3 separate regions of the Ovis aries genome follow, and all the other regions are linked to region 3. A link is a contact called in public Hi-C data. All regions are on one chromosome and are shown on one strand. Each heading gives the region's core, a stretch centred on a gene start, on an enhancer-like site or on the middle of the called end of the contact. The rest is flanking DNA. Distances are from core to core; before and after follow the strand shown. Region 1 overlaps LOC132657144 (cadherin-23-like). Region 2 overlaps PSAP (prosaposin). Region 3 holds the start of SLC29A3 (solute carrier family 29 member 3).

Region 1 (3,119 bases), core at 291-2,790, 290 kb after region 3:
GTTATTCCCTATGCCTTAATTTTTCACTGGGAAAAGGGGGATAATTGTACCTATGTCATGGGAGTTTTGTGAATATTAAAATATATTTATATGTATATATACACATACAGTATACTTTGCACAGTGCCAGGCACAGTATATGGTGGCTTTTATGGAGAGAACCTCTCCTGGCACATTCTGCATAAGATGGGCCATGGTTGGGGCTAACTTGGTCTATTCAGAAAACAGTCATAGTAGGGAAAGAAGGAACAGGAACCAAGACAGGCGCCACAATAGGTCCTGTACATACATGATCACACCTGATCCTTACATAACCCTGTGAGGTGGGAGCTGTTATGCACACTTTATAGATGAGGGATTTGGCTCAAGGGAATTCACGATTTGCAGGGGGTCTCACAGCTAGTAACCGGCAGATCTGTTGTTGGCACCTAGATCTCTTGTGCATCCTGCGAGCTCACACACAGTAGGTAGTCTTCACTCAGGTGTTGACGTAACAGACTCCAGGCAGAGACCACAGCTGAAGGAGGGGCCACTGGGGGTAGGGGCCTCACACCCCAGTTCCGCTCACTTTCCTGGGAGGGCCAGGTGACAGAGTCAGAGGCCAGGTGAGGGGCAGGCTCCCACTGGTCCCCTCATCCATTTAGGGACTAGTGTTTGAGTGGACTGATAGAAGACCACTGGGCCCAAAAGACCAGCTAGATCATGAGTCCCTCATATGCGTGGCTTTTTTCTTTTTTTTTTCAACTTCATGACCCAGCACGGGCCCGACCCAGAGCATACCCCACCTGGTGTGTGCTCACTGACCCTTCCTAATCCCTGCAGAGGGGACAAGAAACTTCAGGCCATCCAACAGATAGGTAATGAGCACCGTTCTGGGTACCATGGACAGAAGCATGAAACCCTACCCTTTACCCCCGAGGCAACACTGAGTCTCTGGATGTGAGGACCAGGGAGGCCCCACAGCACAGGGCTGTTCTGAGGGTGCCAGCCCAGCTCCGGGACTCAGTGGGGTGAGAGAGGACACAGCCTTCAGGACTGGCTTCCTGAAGCCGGTGACATTGGTAGTGGATCTTAAGAACAGACAGGACCAAGGTGGGTGCTGTTGGTTTTCCTTATAACTCAGAGGGCAGCAAGCGTGCTTGCTATCAGCCCAGCGGAGCAGACAAAGCAATTGAAAGTCATCAGCCTGTGTTCCCACACGCGCCATCAGCCACTCACTAAACTGCTTCTCGCCCAGACCTAGCTCTGCCAAGGGTCAAGACGCTGCGAGCGAGATAACAAGGGGACAAGATGTGGGAGTGATGAGATTTGACAGGGGCCAGGAGGAGGGGTCCCCAGGGAAGGGGAGAGCTTGCCAGCCTTGAAGGAGCAAGGAGGTAGAAGGTGAGCTCCCAGCAGCCCAAAGAGAGCTGCCCTCCTGCCCTCCAAGCCTGACCCTGTACCCCCACTTGTTCTCCCTCCAAGCCAGTTTCCCTCTCCCTCGGCCTTTGACCATCTATGAAACAGAAGCCCTTTGCTTAACTCTGCTGCGCCCTCTAGCCGTCAGTCCACCTCCTTGTGTTTCACACCAAGCTCCAGGCAGCAGCATCTGTACTCACGGTCCCCAGGTCTGTGCCCCACTCAGCACAGTCTGACCTCCGGGTGCATCTGAGGATCCAAGCAGGAGACCTTCACTGGATCTTTCCTCTCCTGAGCCTGCCTCTCAGACTGTTTGACCCTGATAACCATCTCTTTCTCAGAGCTTCCCTTCTTCTGCCTCTGGGCATCTGGCTCTATACTGCTTTCTCCTTTGCCTGCCTGACCATTGCATGGCTTATCTGCATTTTCCCGTGCATTCTCACTGGAGCCATAGGTCTCCTTAAAGGCAGGCTTGCCAGTGCCTTGTGTATATTATCACCGGTGCACTGGCAACCCCAGCCTTCCCACTCCAGTCCCCAGTTAGCCCTCCCTTCCAGTTCCTGGAGCAGCAGACCCCAACCTGTTTTGGGGACACCAAGGACTGGTTTCATGGAAGACAGCTTTCCCAGGGACCAGAGTGGTAGTTTCGTGATAGTCTGAGTGCATCACATTTACTATGCACTTCGCTTCCATTATTATTACATCAGCTCCACCTCAGGTCATCTGTCATTAGATCCTGGAGGTTGGGAACCCCTGTCCTGGAGGCCATCACCACATGGACATTCTGCTGCTATGTAAAACTCTGTCATTTTATGAGGAATTTATCTAGAACTTTCCAGAATGTATAGTTTTTTTTTTTTTCAACTTGAACTCCCTCTTGAGAAAAAAAGCAGCTTCTTTGACCCCCTCATTCTGTGAAGGAGGACGATATCTTACTTGTCTCACCCTGTTCCTTGTGCCTTAGCCCAGGGCCAGGTGCAGAGTGGGTGCAGGATGAATGGCTGCAAGGAGAAAAAGAGAGACATAAATCTCAGTCCAGGCCAGCCACTCACCAGCCGTGTGACCTTGGACAAGTTATTTAACGTCTCTGAGCCTGCTTCCTCATACGTACGTGGGATATCTTCTTCTAAAGTTATTGTGAAGAGTGAGTCATATAATTGTGCAGACAGCTTAGCTCAGTGCCTGGCATAGGGAAGGGTTCAATAAATTGTAGCCACTATTTTTTTTTTTAATAAATAGGGGAAAGAGGGCTGTGACTCGCCTTCAGCAGCCTTATGTGCTTTTGTGCACTTGATTCACATCTTCTCAACACCTCTCTTGCAAATCAGAAGAGGTCTTAATGCCTGAAGCTCCTAGAGGGAGGTGGTTGTCCCAGGAGAACCAGCCGGGCCAGCAATGACCCGCTTCTTCTCTTGTGTGAATGCTTTAAGCCACCTGTTCCTGAAGCCTTAGGGTTCTCAAGGTGCAGTCCCACTCCCCACAAGTTCCCCTCCCCTACCAGGTATATCCCCACACACCTAGGACAGCACCTGTCAACCCAGGGGGACCAGCTGCCCTTCTGCTCAGCAGTGGGGGCTGAACAGATGAAAGGCATCGCCCATGAGCCGGCCCCCCCTCCAGCCCCCTGGTCCCCATGGGACTTGGGTGAAAAATGTCTGGGAGACCAGAGCACTGACAGGGTAGTGTCAGTTTCCAGAATAACAAAGAAACTCATGTGTATG
Region 2 (2,974 bases), core at 251-2,750, 510 kb after region 3:
TTTTTCCCCTCCCACCCAGAATCAGAGAACTCCAACCACCACATCCATCAGCAAAGACAAAAAAGCCGAACTGAAGGTTGACCCAGCGATAGCAAGCCCCGCCCCACCAGCTCTATTACAGTGAGAACCACATTGTTTAAAAAGCCTCATTATTCAGAGTCGCTCATCTGTCATATAAAACTGCCTTTGTTTTGCAGTCAGCAGGCCTGCAAACGGGGATGGTGACTCTACTTCTTCGTTAGAGTAGGCAGAAGCCTCAGCACCCAAAGCCCAGCTAGGAGGACGGACCACCTCTGTCCGGAGGCTCCAGCTCACGCCCCCAGCCAGAGTCCCCCCCTCTTCCGCATAACTGCACGCAGGGACAGACTCAGAAGACCTCCAGTGTATGTCGGCATCTGTCTAGCAGAGAGAAAGGGACACTGAAGCAGCGACGTCAGCATGCCACCGACAGCAATGCCACAATGAGGGAGAGAAGAGAGGGACTCAGGGAGAGGGGTCCTATTTCTATAACAAAGTCAACAGATCTGTGTTCGTTTCCCCAGACACACGAGCAGGGAAAGACGCTGCAGCTTCTCCAGGATGGAACGTGCCTCTAGTTCCACACGTGACGCTTGCAGTGCTCAACGGCCTGACAGGAGAGAGGGGACAGTTTAGTCTGCAGCTGACACACTCCACCCGCAGCCCCTTAGCACCCAGCAGGCCCGCAAAAGGGGATGGTGACTCTACTTCTTCGTTAGAGTAGGCAGAGGCCTCAGCACCCAAAGCCCAGCTAGGAGGACGGACCACCTCTGTCCGGAGGCTTCGGCTCACACCCCCAGCCAGAGGCCCCTCTCCTCTGCATAACCGCACACAGGGACAGACTCAGAAGACCGACTTCCACCTAGAAAGGGGACCCGATACCCTGGCCCAGATCAGCCGGAGGGCACCACATGCTGAAAACCCAGGTCATTATCTCCCTTAAACCCAGGCATAGTATGTGGTGGGGTTCTAAGACTCATAAGGTAAGAGTTCAGAACAGTGGGTGAACAGCGCCCCTGCAGGTAGGGCCAGGACTCCTCCCTCTGACTGCACAGAGGGCTCCAAGGCAAAACTCCTCAGCCAACAGTCAGCGCTCACACCAGCTCAGAATTGGCCCAGGTACCCAGGAGAGCAGGGGATCCTACTCCACCGCTGACTGCTGCCAAGGCAGGGGACTGGGGCAAGGGGCTTGAGGTGGGGGGGCCTCACACGCTCCCCGCCGTGGTCCAAGGTGATGCAACGCCCCCAACACTGGCTCACTGAAAGAATCCCCATGAGGAAGAGAAAGTTGTGCAAAGAAACACCAGGTAACAGAAGTTGAGACACACGTCCCCACCCAGGAAAGCAGCCCGAGTCACCCAGGAGTGGCTGCCCAGCTGGGAGCCAGCGCCCAGGGTGGGTCGAGAAGAGCTCTGCCGGGCCCTGGTGAAGAACCAGGCCAGGCTCCAGTCAGGGCAAGAGGGAGCCAAGGGACACGAGGCCTTGTGCAAGAATCCAGCAGGCCTTGTGCAATCCCTCGGGTGACCGACTTCCTATGAACCCGACCCTGTCACAAGGGAACCGAAGGCAAAAGCAAGAAAGCAGAAGCAAAGAGCACTGGAGACCATCCCCCGCCACCCATCGCTCCTCAGAGACGAGCGCGCAGGGAGCCCTCCTTTGCTGGTGACCGCACGTAAGCCTTACTGTGCCCCCATCCTAACCCCAAAGACAAAGTAGAGAGCTGAGCGCCGAGGCGCCTGCTAGAGCAGAGCCTCCCTCCCCTCGGCGCCACACGCTCCGCCGGAGCGCAGGCACGGGCCTGGCAGGCACGGGCCTGGCAGGCACGCCCACAGAGCAGTCACTCACGTTGCACAGGGCTGCCGACTCCATGTCCTGGCACCAGTAGCTCGGGCCCCAGACACACTTCTCAGTTCCCAAAAGCGGCTTGCGGGCTGCTGGGCAGGCTCCAATCTTCTATATGGTCAAGAGGAGCAGAAAGTATTAGGTCTGCTCAGATAATCCTTTTCAAAACTGAGATGATCAGCTGCTAGGAGCAACTAGAATCAGAGCTCTAATAAGCACTTTCCCAAAAAGGCAAGGCTGCTCGGTAAAGTGGTGAGACCTGGAAGCCTGGTTCTCTCACATACTGTCCCCAGACTCTGCCTCCAGCCCCAGATCTGAGAGGAACCCTTCCAGGGTCCACACAGCACTCCCCTGCCAGGTGGCACTGCCCAGGAAACTACCAGCCTAGCACACGACTTACCAAGCACACGAAGGAAGGGTCCATCACCTCCACCAGGATTTCTATCAGCACCGGCTCATACTCCGTCACAAACTGGTCACACTGTTAGGGAAACGGCAGTGGGTCTGGGTGAGTGTAAGCAGAGCGTGGGCAGGCGAGGGGCACTCGACAGGCTCTTCTGCCACAACTCCTGGCCCTGCCAGCCTCCCTGCCCAGGTGAACTACCGACCCACACCTGCTCATTTTCCTCCCGGTGGCTCCACTGGAGCCAACAGAGCACCTTTAAGAAAACCTCAGTGGACTCCATGCCAGAGGCAGAAATGGCAAAACTTCACCCAGAGGTACAGTCAGTGAGCGCTCAGCTCCTACACTCCCCCAGCAGGTGCTGACGTTTGGGCTGAAAGCAGCCCACGGCGTACCTGCTTCCGGTACTGGTCCGGCAGGAAGCTGCAGCCTTTCTCGAGGGCAGCCAGGATCTGCTCCTTGGTGCTGTTCTTCTCCAGGTTGCGGTCCAAATAGCCCACGAGCTTCTTGCACACCTCGCAGAAGCCACCGTCCTTCCTCGGCATCACGCGGACTACACGAGAGAGCCCAGGCTCAGAGCCGGCGAGGCCCCGCCTCACCCAGGAGGGCTGGCCAGCCCCACCCGCCCCGGGGCTCACCCGTCGCGGCCGGCAGCCCCTGGCTGGAGCAGAGGTGCAGCATGCTGCACACCAGCTCAGGGCTCGCCTCCTG
Region 3 (3,226 bases), core at 611-3,110:
TTCAATTGTCAGAACTTTCAGAGTATTTCCAAGCCAAGGTGTGGCAGGATGCTTTACTCTGAGAATTATAAATTATCAACCCAGTGAAGAGCGCTTGGGATGTTTTGAATTTTCATTTGTTCTTTCTTCTTTCTTCCTGTCTCTCTCCCTTCTCTTCCCTTGCTCTCCTCCTTCTCTTTTTTATTCTCCCTCTCTTCCTCTGTTCTCTCCCCACTTCTCTCTTCTTCATGTGCATTTCAGAACAATGGTGATGCCCAGTAGCTGTAGGCACTGTACCATTTACAAATATTTCCCTGACATTCTCTGCCTGCCTGCAAACAGGCATCAACTCCGCCCAGTTGAAATGCCTGAACTCATCTCCACCCCGGACACAGAGTAAATGGCCCTCAGGCAGGAAAGTGTTGCTTCCATTCCCGTGCATGCCTGCTAAGTCACTTCAGTCATGTCCGACTCTTTGCGACCCTATGGACTGTAGTCCACCAGGCTCCTCTGTCCATTAAATTCTTCAGGCAAGAATACTAGAATGAGTCGCCATGCCCTCCTCCAGGGGATCTTCCCAACCCAGGGATCGAACCCGAGTCTCCTGCGTTGGCAGGCGGGTTCTTACCTCTAGCACCACCTATCAAAAGGGGCCTCCACAGCCAGTCCACAACATCCGGCCAAACCAATCACTGTGGCCTGCCCACGTATTCCCATCCCCTTGGTCCTGAAATCGGTCTGCCCTCAAGTCGGCTGTAGGTTGCAGGGCTTCTGATGTCCTCTGCCCCTTCTGGCCTGTCCCCCGGGGAGAGTGCAAGCTCCTCCCAAGCAAGACCCCAGCCCTTTCCACCCTTGGGTCTTCGCACTGTTTTTACTCTCTCAACACTTCTGACAACAGATGTGGTGGGTTTCTTTTTTACATGTATACTCCAACAAATTCTCCAACTCTCTGGACACCAGCTGGGGATCCAACAATTCAATTCTGACACTATCTGGAGCCACAGATCCTACACATTGAAGGGTCCCACAAGGCTGCCCCTACTTCAACTTCAGACTCCAGCCATAGGTATAGAGTACCCAGGGTGCCCAAACTTTTGTCCAACTTGGTGACAAAATCAGGGGTTCCCACACACTCCCTCCGGTTTCAATAATTTGCTAGGATGGCCTACAGAATTCAGGAAAAAACTTACCATCATTGGTTTATTTTATATAAAGGATACAAAATGAATAAGGTACCAGGTCCCAAGTTTCTGTCCCCATGGAGTTGGGGTGTGCCACCCTCCCTGAAGGTGGATGTGTTTGCCAAACCAGAAGCTCTCTGAACTTGACCATTTAGGGGTTTTATGGAGGTTCATTATGTAGGCATGGTTAATTAACTCATTGGTCATGGATGGTTAGGTCATCACCAGCTCCTCTCCCCTCCCTGGAGGCAGGGCATGGAGCTGAAAGTTCCAACCTTCTAATCCCCAGGGTGGGTTCCACCAGCCCTCAACCAGAAGTTATCTGGGGCCCACCAAGCCCACCTCATTAACATAAATTCAGGTGTGGCTTAAATGGGCTTGAATAACAAAAAAAATCACCCCCATCACTCAGGAAATTCTATGGGTTTTAGAAACATTCTATCAGGAACCAGGGACCAGATCAAAGATATTTCTGATCCTAACACACCACAGGCCCCACTGCAGGGCCTGGCACATAGTAGGTCTGCTTAATGAAGGACGCACAGTGTTCTGCCAGCCTCACCATGAAACAAGGCTGCCACCTCCCCGTGGCCCTGAGAGCACCCAGCGCTGACCCACCGCAGTGGGGTCAGGGGACTCTCAACAGTTTTAGAACCAGACAGAGCTAGCGTTACATCACACTTCCGTCGGGGCTTCCCACAAGCCCAGCTTTCTCAGGTCCGTGAGAGGGGCACAGGACAACTCCGGCCCCTCCGGGCATGTGACAATAATGAGCGTAGACGTCCGGTCAAAGCAGAGAGAAGGTGACTGCCTTGGGCGGTAATTTAGACAGGAAGTTCTGGCGGCCGGTGGGAGGGCCTGATAGGGTCGGAGTGGTCCTGAGGACTAGCTACTTCTCTGCCTCAGCTAGTGAGCTTCTGGAAGGCGCTGGCTCCCGGGAGGGTTCCCGCGGGTGCGGGGAACAGTAGGGGATCAGAGAGGTGCAGGTGAGACTCCGCCGCTGCCTGGGCGGGGGCGGGGGTGCGGCGGGTGCAGAGCTCTTCGGGTCCTGGGGAGCAGGGCTCTGGGAGCTGACGGGGTGGTCGGGCTCCACGGTGGGGAAGCAGCGGCGGAAGCACCGGGAGAAGACTCACTGCGCACTTGCGCGCTAGCCTGGGCGGTGCACCTGGCGGCCGGCGCCTCACTCCCTCCACCTGTGAAATGGGCGCGTGCCCACAGCATGCCGCTCGCGTAACTGCGCGCGGAGCCGCGAAAGGAGACCCGTTTGCAAACCCGGAAGCGCCGGCGGGGGTGGGGCAGGCAGGGGGCGGGGCCTGGAGGCGGAGCCCGGCCTCAGGGCCGGCCGAGCCCCGAGTCGCAGTGGCCGCGGCAGCCGGGGAGGCAGCGGCGGTGGCGGCGAGCGACGGCGACAGTAAGTGCGGGCCGGCGGTCGGGCGCGGGCCTGGCCCCAGCCCAGCTCTTCAGGCTCCTGGTGGCTCCCCGGGCTCTCCCTGGGGGCGGCCTCCCCCCTCCCCAACCCCGCGGCCCTCCCGGGGGTGCTCCCCTGGAGCCTCAGAACCCCGACCCAGCCTCCAGCTCGGTGCGACGCCTCTCGCTGTGACCCCCCTTCCCCGGCGTCCATTCCCTTCCTTCCTTGCTCTCGCCTCTCACTTTCCTCTCACGTTCCCTCCTCCTGGGTCTGCGTTCTCCAGATTCTCTTCCCGCCCCCTCATGAACTTCCTGAGATCGGACCTCACCGTTTGGATGCGGGGAGCCTGGGTATGGACAAGTTAGCCCAAAGTATCCAGAAGGTGGCTGAGAGCCCAAATTGGGGCGCCTGAGTGTCCCCGACCTCAAGGCAAATTCTGCCGTGGCCTCTGCCTGGCGCCCTGTGTTTCCTACAGTGCTTTCCCATAGGGGAGCCTCCCCAGCCCCTTGCCCCCATTTCACAGGTGAGGAAATCGAGGCACAAAGGCGAGATTGACTTAAGAGTCAGTCAAAAACTTCCTGGGAACCAGCGCCCAGACCTGGAAGATGGTCTGCGGTGGCCCCAGGCCCCATGCGTTGAGCAGGGTCTACCCCTTGCC

What was found. A called contact is a pair of places that touch in the nucleus more often than the background predicts.
Region 1: a Hi-C map of hypothalamus shows a contact between it and region 3, with 7 times the contacts expected there. The contact joins the enhancer-like site here to the promoter of SLC29A3 in region 3. A contact is called at or near these places in 8 of 16 Hi-C or Micro-C datasets (blood, hypothalamus, liver and 4 more).
Region 2: a contact with region 3 is called in a Hi-C map of liver, with 4 times the contacts expected there. The contact joins the enhancer-like site here to the promoter of SLC29A3 in region 3. A contact is called at or near these places in 3 of 16 Hi-C or Micro-C datasets (hypothalamus, liver and tail adipose tissue).

What each region holds. Positions count from the first base shown.
Region 1 is chr25:26,977,596-26,980,714 of ARS-UI_Ramb_v3.0, forward strand. All of the region lies in intron 9 of LOC132657144 (cadherin-23-like), which reads left to right. Among named protein-coding and RNA genes, the nearest start is that of C25H10orf105, 120 kb to the right of the region's middle. Within about 2 kb of position 1,541, at least 1 of the 54 cell types and tissues checked has an H3K27ac peak or open chromatin away from gene starts, as enhancers often do. A contact at or near this core is called in hypothalamus, where this site is marked.
Region 2 is chr25:27,199,146-27,202,119 of ARS-UI_Ramb_v3.0, forward strand. PSAP (prosaposin) reads right to left here. Exons shown (of 14, transcript XM_060406597.1): 10 at 2,902-2,971; 11 at 2,659-2,816; 12 at 2,261-2,341; 13 at 1,864-1,971; 14 at 1-628. The coding sequence ends at 593. Among named protein-coding and RNA genes, the nearest start is that of PSAP, 31 kb to the right of the region's middle. Within about 2 kb of position 1,501, at least 20 of the 54 cell types and tissues checked have an H3K27ac peak or open chromatin away from gene starts, as enhancers often do. A contact at or near this core is called in hypothalamus, liver and tail adipose tissue, where this site is marked.
Region 3 is chr25:26,686,937-26,690,162 of ARS-UI_Ramb_v3.0, forward strand. SLC29A3 (solute carrier family 29 member 3) reads left to right here and starts at 1,861. Exons shown (of 6, transcript XM_042241187.2): 1 at 1,861-1,963. The coding sequence starts at 1,930.